Linked DNA regions of Gossypium hirsutum: region 1 is linked to region 2. The links are chromatin contacts, called in public Hi-C maps. All regions are on one chromosome and are shown on one strand. The core of a region is the stretch at or near the end of the contact, and the rest is flanking DNA. Distances in the headings are between cores, read along the strand shown.

Region 1 (5,933 bases), core at 501-3,000, 820 kb after region 2:
ACATCAATATGGCTCTTGGAAAAACTTTTAAGAGTGATCGCAATATCGTTTCTCCATGCCATACACAAACCTCTTCTCGTTCCATTCGAATAAACTTCAATTCCATTTTCAAAGCCACAACTTCTTCAAACTCTCTCCATTTGTAAACTACAAAGTTTAGTCTCCATAAAGAAGACTAAATGGGGATTAAAAATCTTCAACGAGTGCCGAAGTCTCCTGATTATTCGAGGTCTCCCCAAACCACGAACATTCCAACTTAAAATTTTGATTGCGTTCGGGCGGCTTGCCTTTTGGCAACCGTCGATAATATTAGATTGTGTTCCTCCACTCTCCTATTTCTGGACAGCACCTTACTGATATCATCATTTTCTGCGGAATTATCATATTCAACTCTAGATCTTTTCTTCCCCTCCTTTCCTATAAGTGTTGGGTCCTCCAAATCATGCTCCATGGAATCATGGAATTGTTTTGACAATACATCCGTCACCCTTTGATTAGAATCTGATAATCCCCCTTCTAAATTGAATCCAAGAACTGGGTCCACAAGTTTTACGCATCTTCTTTTATTTTCCACCCTCCAATACCCACTCCCTCCTCCTTTATAACTTCCCCCACCGTCTCCCACTTTCCCCTCCCCATCCTCCCTTAGCCATATACAGTTCATTGCTAACACTCTTCGAGACTAAGCTCGTAAAGACAAATCCCATCCCATTTTAGCTACTTCCACTCCAAGTGCCATATTTGCTTCGCAAAAGGAATCGCTATAGCCCAATCTTCCACAGAAAAAACAAAATAACGATAATCGCTCATATTTGAAATTGACATATGACCTCCTAGAAAACGAAATCTGCTTCTTCCTTTTTAAAGGATGCCTTACATCAATTTGGACTCTAATCCTCATAAAATTCCTATTCTCCTTACCCAGATTAGATCTATCATATTCCAAAAAACCCCTAAAAATTCCCCATTTGAACAGCCAAACTCTCTGAAAATAACCCAATGGGGACATCATGTATTTGAACCAAAACGGCGTCATAACTAAAGGTACTTGTAGTGGATCCTCTCCCCAAGCCAATTTATAAAGAAGTAACAAATGGTTGTTGAAGTTCCAAGGAGAACACTTAATAACCCTTTCCAAATCCATAATATGAAAAAATTGGAACAGACACCTTTTTTCTCCTAGATATCGGATCTGAACGCCACAAATTGGATGCCACAAATTAGCCAAAGTACTCCTCATTGCTGGAAAGTGAATGACACTAGCGGTTAAGAAACAACCCACAAGTTGGAAAATCTCCCCCCTTCCTTCTCTGTTAAGATCTGGTTGTATTTGAAAAACTTCATCTTCATCATTAATTGAAAGTTGAGCCAGTTCGTTTTCCATCTTTGTAGGTACTATCACAAACTATGCCTTCTGTCTACAATATGCAAAGGATCACATCCAAGAAGCGTCGCCTACACAAAACAAGAACCAAAAAACGAAATCGATAAAACCCTAAACACCTTACCAGATTGACAGACAATAACGTGCCAAGGACGGCAAACTCAATTATAACATAATAATATTTTAGATACTAAATTGGACTATAAAAAATTAAATACCAAAATAAAAAAGTCAATATACTTCACGAGTCAAATAGTGAAAGATGATCTGGAATTGAAAAATAGTCCAAAGAATCGGCCTGATTGGAAGCTTTGGGCTTTAACAGAAGGTCCCTTTACCTTAACCCAAAACCCATGCTTAAAAATTCCCAAAGTAACCCAACGACAATGGAAACCTCTTTCGACTTTCTCGTCTACCTTGTCGATCGGATCTCAACCAAACCAAAATCCTTCTTTCATGTTTCGTAGACTCTCTCCTTTCTTTCACCCAAAACCTCTTTCACTTCTCCTCCCCAACAAACCTACTTTTTCAACATCCCAAGCCGTTCTTTTACACTTCAACCATCAAAATGGCTGATACCCAAAAGTTCTATTCCGTTCCTTCCCTTGACAAAGTCTCTAAACCAGAGTTACTTCGTGCTTTGGAGTCTTCTCTAGCCTCTTCTTTTAGCTCTGACCGAATTTGCTGCGCCCCCAACCCTTTAATCATTGTTATAAGTGGTCCAAGTGGGGTAGGCAAAGATGCAGTCTTCAAAAGACTGAGAGAAGTTAGAGAAAATCTTCATTTCGTTGTTACTGCTACGAGTAGAGGAATTAGGCCTGGTGAAGTTGATGGCTAAGATTACTATTTTGTGTCAAAGGAAGAGTTTTTATCGATGGTTGAAAAAGATGAGCTTGTGGAGTATGCTGTAGTTTATGGTGATTACAAAGGAATACCTAAGAAGCAGATAAGAGAGTTTATGGCAAAAGGGTGTGATATTGTGTTGAGAGTAGATATTCAAGGGGCAGAAACATTAAGGAAGACACTTGGAGATTCTGGGGTGTTCATATTTTTGGTGGCTGAGAGTGAGCTGGCGCTCGTTGAGAGGCTGATTGAGAGGAAGACTGAGAGTAAGGAGGAATTGCTAGTCAGGATTGCTACCGCCAGACAGGAGGTGAAGTTTGTTAAGAGATTCGATTATGTTGTTGTGAATGCACATGGGAAGCTTGAGGAGGCTGTTAATTTGGTGGGGGATCTATCATTGATGCTGAGAAGGCTAAGGTTAGGCAGAGGACGCCATTCATTTGAGATTTTGACTTCTTCACTTTGGTTTCTTTTACTTCTTGTTGAATTCTGTGTTATTGGGAATGGCTAATCTGAATGAAAGAGCAGTCCAATGTTTCATTATGATATCACACCAAGATTTATTACACTTTTTCAAACTGCATGCTGAAATAGAAATTTGTCGAGGTTTCATGTATGTAAGCAGGTCTCGGCTCTTGAGCCCTGAGCTCATTATATTGTAAAGATTTGCATTTTAGGCTAAGTAGTAACTGGGAGTTCCTTTGCTCCATATTCTTGTTTTAATGGCATTGTTAAATCTGGTTGGACGCACTGGCATTCTGCCTAACACGTACCCTTTGAAACTAAGTAGATGTAATACAACTGTTAACGTGTTATGCTGTAAATTAGTTTACAGAATGATGCTTGCTCATTTTAACAACACTGATAGAAAAGTTCAATTTCAGTTGTTTCAGTTGTTGTTAGAGAGATTTATTTTCCCGGAAAAGTTGGCTTTACATGTGCTGTTTCTGAATGTGTCTGTATAATGTTTTGATTGTTTGGGGCATCAGAAAATCACCAAAATGAAAGGTTGACAAGTAGAAAACAATAGTAGGAAGATGCCAAGTTGAGATGATGTGACAGTGTCCTATCAGCAAGGACAACAAGATCCTTCTTCATTCTTTACTCTTTCAACTTGACTGTTCTCTTGTGAGAAGTGCCAGCAGCACAATGACACGATTAAACCCAGTACGCATCTTGATTTCATTTAGTCTAACTGTGCCATTATTTGCTTGGATTTTGGTTTCCTTTTCTCTGAATGAATTGCTTGCTTTGGTCGTCTTGTAATCTTTTTCCTTATTAATGATTGTTCTTGCACTGGCTTAAGTAACAAATCACACTCTTGTTTCTTGAAATGGTTGAAGAGCAATTTAAGATAGATGATGTTCCTTACAAGTAGGAGGTCACAGTTTTTTGCTACCAACTGGACTCATTGATGGTATTGTGCAGCTTCTTGGTAGTTAAACTTTGTTGTATTTTGTTGATTCAAACTCTAAACTAGTATGAGATTTAATTTTCTTACCTTTGGCCTCAAAAGTTCTACCAGTCTGCATTTCAATTTTCGTTTGTAGACTACTAATATCTTTCTGGCTCAAATGTGTTGTTTACTTGCTATCATTCGGTCTGAATAGAAATACCGTCATTGACCAAGGTTTATCGTTTAGGACGGTGTTAATATGATTCTATCTGATCCACTGGTTGAAATAGTTCAATTGAGATTTGGTGTTCTGTAAGATTCAGTAGATATCATAGGATCAAATATTTTGTGAATAGGTTGAATTGATAAATTAAAAAAAGAAAAATCAGTTTTAGTTCTTTCAAAAAAAAATTATTTTAAAATTTTGCATGCGATTTGCTTTTTAAATTTTTAGATTTGTATTAAAAGTTGTTCCCTTTAGTTCATAGATTTAGGGTTAGTATTTTGCTAGTATCATTTTTTATCAAATATTAGTTTTAAACTTTACAATAGAAATATTAAAAAAATAAATATTAGCAATATTTAGTAACATAAAATAATTTATATATTTTTATTTATGATATATTTAGTCAAAAAAAATGATGTTAATGATATATAAAATTCATTTATATTTTTTTGAGTATTTATTCATAATTTATTAAGTAAATAAAAAATAATGTGTAAAAATTATTTAATTATAAAACTATGTAATTTTATAATAAATAAAGTATATTAATTACAAAAACGCATGCGACACATAAATTTATATTAATAGGTAGAGTGGTGTGTCTAATAAACTGAAAATTTAACTATTGAAAAATTAAATACTTAATCTTTATTACTAAAATTAATAAATGTTGAATTTATATTAGAAAATTATTTGGTAAATTAATAAATAATATACTGGGAATATATTAATGTTGGCTTATAAAAGTAAATATTGGTTTTTAAAAATATTATTTTTAATTTTAATTTTATTAATATACTATTTTATATTATTTCAAATCTTTAATAAAATAAAATAAATATAATATTTTCTATCTTATGTAATAAGCTGCTATCTACCTACTTCTTATTCAACACTTTTTTGTTAAAAATTTTGTATTAAGTAAAAAATTAAAATGATTATCAAAAACATTTAAAATATTAATTGTTCAAAGGTTTTATTTTCAATGAAATGAAATTTTTCAATGATTTATCGAATACACCCTAACTAAATAGTCAACCAAGTTTAAAGATGTTTGTTTTGATCCCCATTTTCTTAAGTCACTTTAGTTAAAATACCTTTGGTTGCCAATAACCTCTTAACCTAGTGACAAGAGTATTATGTTATTGTTGTAAGAGTTTGCATTCTGTAATGACTTGGTTTCCAGTGTTGTCGGAAAATTCGGTTTCAAAATCCCGTTTTTGTAAATCGTGCCTATAAATATTTAATAAAAAATATTTATGAAGTTATTATATAGGTGAATTGAATTTTGGATAAGTAATTTAGTCAAATTAGTGATTAATTAAGGTTCAAAGGCTAAATTGTAAAGTCCAACAGTTTTGAGGACTTAAATTGCAATTAATCTATGGTCTAAAATAGCAATTAGACCATACTAATATACATGCTAGTGGACGGTAAGAATTATGGGCCTATTAAATTGATTAAATAAAATTTGTTAATTAAATCAAAGTAAATATTCTATACATATAATTGAAGTAGTGAGAGGAAAAGATGAAAGTTATCATCTTCTTCTTCCAAGCACCGAAACAAGGGAAAGAAAACTTAAGGAAAACTTCAAAGTATTCGATCCTAATTTGGTATGTATAATTTAGTAATTTTTATGATTTTGATGTTATGGGAGCTTGATTTAGCTAGCCATGTACTAATTTGTAAAATTATTAAAGTTTTAGAAAGTTTTCATGGTTGATTTCCTGAATTTTAGGTATTAAATTGATAGATTTTAAGCTTAGATGTGAAAAATGACTAAACTGTAAAGCTTAATTGATAGTCTCATGCATTAGGGAATAAACTAAATAAATTGTAAAGTTCACTATAGAAATGAAAAATAAGAGGTTCCTAATGAGTAATAGTGAAATTAGAATTGAATTTGGAGCTTTAAATTGAAAGTTGATTAGTCCTAGTTTTAGGAACTAAATTGAATAAATTATAAATTTTGCATAAATTGATAATTTATTGTGAATTGGCTGAATATTGATAATGTTGTATGTTTATGTTAATCCGTAGCTAACATCGGCCAGGATTCGTTAAGAGGGAAAGAAAAATCT
Region 2 (5,929 bases), core at 3,036-5,535:
ACCTCGGTTTTGTAAAAGTAAAAGATGAAAAAGGGCATCGCCTTGGTTGCTTTGAACTCCAAACTTGAAGACTAGTGTTGAAAATTGAAGAAAAGATGAGAAATAAAATGCAAAAAAAAAAAATCATTGATAGTATAAATCTTTGGAACAAAAGCTTAGCTTGTAAACCTTAAAACGAGAGAAAAAAAGGAAGAATAAGAGATATTGGGGGTTCAAAAGATGAAAAATAAAATAAATTTGAGTGTATAGGGCTTAAAACAGTAGTTTTAAATGTATTTGTTAGACTAGGTCATGACTTGGAGTTATCGCGACATCCAGGCCTTGGTGTCGTGAGACTAAAAGTAGATTATCACTCGTGTCACAAAATTGTTGTCTCATTTTAGTGACTTTGCCTCTATTTTAAACATCAAAATTTTCATTTGGGTCTATCGGGAATGTTGCGACACTAAAACTCCTGTGTCATGACGCTACACATAATATATGCCATTATGACTTAATTACCATTACTGTTGCGACCATGACAAGAATGCTTTGTGGCACTGACCACATTCCTTTTTTTAATTTTATTTCATTCTCAACATTCAATCGAAAAATAAACTCTATATGAAACACTAATAAGATCCTATTCCAAAACACAAAAATAAAATCCAAAAAACCAAAATCCAAATTACAATATAAAACATCCAAATAATTTACAAAACATTCAATTTTAAAATAAAGTATAGAAAGTGTTTCTCGGGAGATTTGTTACGCCCTCAAAATGATGCATAATAAGGGTGCTCGACACTTGATATCTCTATTTGTTCCTTAAACGAGTTATGTAACCCTCGTTCTTTGAGCACTGAAACATTGTCAGGCTCTTTCTCAGCTTAACTCCTCGTGGCCTCAAAAATGTATTTGAAACTTCCCACCGCTACTATTGCCTTTGACCAAGTTCATTAATAACATAAGGAAACAAAGAACTAATCAAGTGACAAGCATAAACAATATAAGAAGAATTTCCCATGTCAGGACAAGCATTAACACATTTAAACACCTCTACTTCACTAACTATTTTCATAGTTAGTTCACCTTTTTGTAAGTCAATAGTTGATTTAGAAGTGGTTAAGAATGGTCCTCCTAACAAATGAGAATGTCTAAGTACTCCTCAAAGTCTAACACAATGGAATAGATCGTAAGAATATACTATCTCACTTTCACTAATACGTCCTTAGAACACCTTTAGGTTGCACCAAAGATATCTATCGATTAATTGCAAGGTTGCCTATGTATCTTGTAAATCCCATAAGCTTAATCAACATTAGATAGAGAGATATTAAATTAATATTAGCTCTTAAATCACAAAGAGCTTTCCCAAATTTCACTCCACCATCTCTATAGGTATAAAAAAGCTTTCGAGATTTTTAAGCTTAGGTGGGATTTTCCTAGCTATACCAACACTACACTCGGCATTCATAGTTATCATTTCACCTTTGCCTATATTCTTATGCCTATACATGATTTCACAAAGAAACTTAGCGTAATTAGGCATTTTCTCAAGCAACTTAAGTAAAGGTGATCTGCCAAAATTTATTGTGGCAAATTAGGTCTTTTCTAATACTTAAGGGAGTTTGTTTTCTAGAAAATATGTATTATTTTTATTTAATGACAAAGTATCTCCCCAATCGGACTTGATAAATAACATATTAGTCTTTCAATTGGTTTGTTCATTTCCAATTAGACTAAGGACATGTTTAGGTTCGTCTACTAATACAATTTGTCTTTTGGTATTACGATCTAACCACGTAATACCGCTAAGTATTAGTTAAACATTAGACAATCAATAAGTAACAATTACTTCCATTTTACTTTGCGTGTAAAAAATGTTTGAGGACAATAATATAAAGTATTAATGTAATTCATTAACAATTTTATTAACCAATCTGTTCGAAAAATTACAAGTGTACTTAGACGAAAATACTACACTTAAGGCACCGAAGCCAACAAAACAGATTTAGGATCTATTCTACATGGGTCTTATCTGATGTACTATCAGTCCAGTTAGTCACATCTACATTTCTATCTTCTAGGAGTCATCTTCTCTGATGCACAAGATAAATCATCTCCCCAATTGGACTTGATAGACGACATATTAGTCTTTCAATTGTTTTGCTCATTTTTTATTAGACTAAGGACATGTTTAGGCTCATCCACTAATATAAGATGTCTTTCTGTATTACAATCTAACCACGTAATACCGCTTAATATTAGTTAAATATTATATAACCAGTGAGTCAATATTTACTTCCATTTTGCTTTGCATGGAAAAACTATTGAAGACAATATATAAAGTGTATTAATGTAATTTATGAATAATTTTATTAAATCAATCTGTTCAAAAAATAAAAGTGTACATAGACGAAAACTCAAGGCTAGTCTAGTGTTCAATGTGGACATGCCTAAACCTATTTGTGAGGATCTAAGGGATCACAATCTAGGTAAGTCACAATGGGGGTAAGTAAGAGTGGTGGACTCTTGCGAACAAGATGCACAAGAGAGAAATAAAGTTCGAGTTAGGGGATGACAAAGACATAAGTCAAGACATCGAGATAGTTTCGAGACGAGTTAAAATAATGTCAATTTGAGGACGTAACGAGGGCGTCGTGAGAATGAGTAAGGAAGAATGTCACGGGCTGCAGATCAAAACTTGTGACGAATGCACATAGAGTATCTATGAAGGTCAACTAATTAAATATGATTCATTTGACTTACTTAAATTGGCTCGATTCGTGGAACCCATAATAAATTCTATCTAGTTAAAATATTAGTGACTTAATAATGTTAACCATGGATTTAATTCAATATATACCACTAAATCTTACAAATAGAGGGTTTCACATTATTTATAATTCCGTTCATTCTTTTATATGATTCAAAGTTATGGAATATATTTGACCCATATTGGAACAACCGTAAAAATCTCAATTATTAAAATAGAAAGAACATGGAGAAATACGTTAAGTTACTATGCTAGAGAATCTCTCTCTCTCTCTCTCTCTCTCTCATATTTCAGTTTACGAATCATGAAACGTTCCATTCCAAAAATCTTATCTGTCAATTTTCTCCTTTTCCGTTCCTAATTGTTTTTAAATTAATTGAAGGAGATTATTTGGTGGAAGCGTAGTGGGTTGTAGCATTGTTTCAAGAGGTCAATCGATTTTGAAAATTGATTGATCATATTATCGAATTGTTTTCAAAACGGAATGGAAACGGCGAGGCTTGTTTGGTCTCGGCTTCCACGTTCGGAAGAAGGTGATCTTGACGGAGTTGGACTGTTGAGTACTACAAACAATAGGAATTGTGTAGAGAGCCTAGATTACGAAGTTATTGAGAACTATGCTTATTGAGAAGAACATGTAACTGTAACTTTAAATTTGAAAGTAAAGAAAAGAAGGGTAAATTTTCAGTTTTAAGTTATTGATCTTTTAGGCTTTTTTGAACTATATTTTTTTGTGTGTTTTGGAATTTAATAATTTAGGCACAGAGAGGAAAGCTTTTTGTTGGATATAACGCGGGGATGAAATGGTTCTTCGCTTTGCTTATAGGCATCGGTAAGTTATTGTTTCTGGAATCAGTTTCGACTTAGATTTTGTGGTTTTTAAAAGGAGAAATTTATTTTTTAAGCTGATTTTGACATTTTGGGTTGTATTTGATGGAATGATTTTAATTTGGGAGAATGGAGTGACATTTATTTTAGTTTCATTTATTTACTAAATCTTTCTAATTTTTAATAACTTAGAAAGGGTAAAAAGTTTAGAATCATAATGGGTAGTTAAGATTGTTTGAAAATTATATTTTACATAGTTTGCACTCGAGCATAGTTCCCCTAATTAGGAGTATTTAATAGTTAACCGATCTGAACTACAATTAACTGAATTAGCCGACCTTTTATTTATATATATATTTTATTTTTAGTTAAAACAACTATAAAACATATAAAAAATTAACCGACTTAACTGATTAATTAATTTATATTTTCAAAAAATTAACCGAACTGATTGAATACTTATATATTATAATATTATTTATTAAATTCGGTTAATTCAGTTAACTCGACTGATTTCGAACCGAATTAACCGTTAACCGAACTTTTAAAAAATTATTAACCGAGTCCGACTAAATTAATTTATAATTTAGTTAACTGATTGCTTAACTAAATTCGACAGTATATCCGAATTAATTCGGTTTTACCTTAAATTTGCACCACCTACCCCTACTTCACTACCTTACCCCTTGTAGCATGAACTGGATCGCCTGGTACGAGGTCCAATTTCACAAACCCAGCAAACCATGAATCAGAAGCCCTTGCTCAGTGTCTCAATATCACTGGTTGGTGTTGATTCTCCACAAAGACTGAAACAGAAAGAGTTCCGTTGAAGAAAAAGAAATGAAAAAAAAGGGGGAGTTGAGAGCCCGGGAGAAGTTTGCTCCTAAATATGATTACCATCTTATTTTAAGATTAGGATGTAAATACCTTCTGCAAAGATGGTTTCAGCCTCTTTGATGGTGCCTTTCTTCTTCACCAGTGACCCGCCACTGCTACCAGTGCATTCTTCTAGCAGTTCAGTTCTTCAGCCTTGAGACCTGATGAAAAGCTAGGTTTGTGGTCTTTCTATTTATGTATTCAGTTGGGTCACCGTCCTAACATACTACAACCCCAACGTGTGCTCTGCACATGTACCTTGAATCGACACATACAACGTATTCGGAAACTATGCTCGTAAGTGGTGAAATAGTATTCTTCATTTCCATAATTGATAGGCGGAGAAAGATTTAGTGATAATTAGATGAATCGTCATTTGACCTGGATTAAATTAAGAGTTTGCATATTGCTCTGCTTTTAAGTGATCCTTTTTGTATAGATAGCGAACTTCTATCCCTTTCTTGGATGAATTTTTTCCCATAAAGTATCTGGTAGAATGGATGGTTTTTATGTAATTTCTTTTCAGGTACTGGATTTGCTGCTGTATTTATCAATATTTCAGTCGAGAACTTTGCTGGATGGAAGTTTTCCTTGACATTTAACATAATACAGAAGTCATATCTGGCTGGTTGTCTAATTTACATACTAATCAACTTAGCCTTAGTCTTTTCTTCTGTATCTATCATTACCCAATTTGCTCCAGCAGCAGCAGGATCTGGTATTCCTGAAATCAAGGGTTATTTGAATGGTAAGTTTTGATATTTTCCAATCCATTTTCCACACAATACTCATTAATGTTAATGCTCTGTCATAAGTGTTGTGTAGTCTGACGATCCAATGCTTATCTTAATCCTCAGGAATTGATATTCCTGGTATCCTTCTTCTTAGAACCTTGATTGGAAAGGTATGATAATCTTGCCAGCATGATCTTGTTGCTGAGACATAAACCAGTTGTCCATTTATGGTTCACAGCTTTTTTAGTAGAAAATTTATGTGCTGGTAGTATTTTAAAATTCTTTTAAATTTAGATTAGGGTTTTTAGGTTTATCAATCCGTATCCATGCCATTTACTGTATCTAGATCTATTCCAGTTGCATTCTTGTCATTGTAATTTGTAGATTTTTGGAAGTATTGGTTCAGTTGGAGGTGGGTTAGCTCTGGGAAAAGAAGGTCCTCTTGTCCATACTGGCGTTTGTATTGCATCTCTTCTTGGACAAGTAAGCACATAGTATTAAAAGTATGCTAATGTCAAGATATGATTTTCACCATAATTTGCTCTGAAAATTTCACAGTTTTATAATGAGTGACTTGATTAGTAGTCCTTGAAGAGAGGAGGGTGATTTTGTACCACAACTATTTCTTGGTTGTAAACTTGGAATGCAATATTAGTGTATTTTAACGATAGTATCTACATTCAATGCTGCCTTGAAAGTTTAACATTTTTGCTGTTGTATGTGTAGCATCTCT

What was found. A called contact is a pair of places that touch in the nucleus more often than the background predicts.
Region 1: a Hi-C map of leaf shows a contact between it and region 2, with 6 times the contacts expected there. The contact joins two enhancer-like sites. A contact is called at or near these places in 2 of 34 Hi-C or Micro-C datasets (both in leaf).

Annotation. Positions count from the first base shown.
Region 1 is chrA10:51,443,656-51,449,588 of Gossypium_hirsutum_v2.1, forward strand. It overlaps the pseudogene LOC107897834. Among protein-coding and RNA genes, the nearest start is that of LOC107897835, 53 kb to the right of the region's middle. Within about 2 kb of position 1,751, at least 7 of the 9 cell types and tissues checked have an H3K27ac peak or open chromatin away from gene starts, as enhancers often do. A contact at or near this core is called in leaf, where this site is marked.
Region 2 is chrA10:50,624,791-50,630,719 of Gossypium_hirsutum_v2.1, forward strand. It overlaps the pseudogene LOC107895792. Among protein-coding and RNA genes, the nearest start is that of LOC121208789, 95 kb to the left of the region's middle. Within about 2 kb of position 4,286, at least 7 of the 9 cell types and tissues checked have an H3K27ac peak or open chromatin away from gene starts, as enhancers often do. A contact at or near this core is called in leaf, where this site is marked.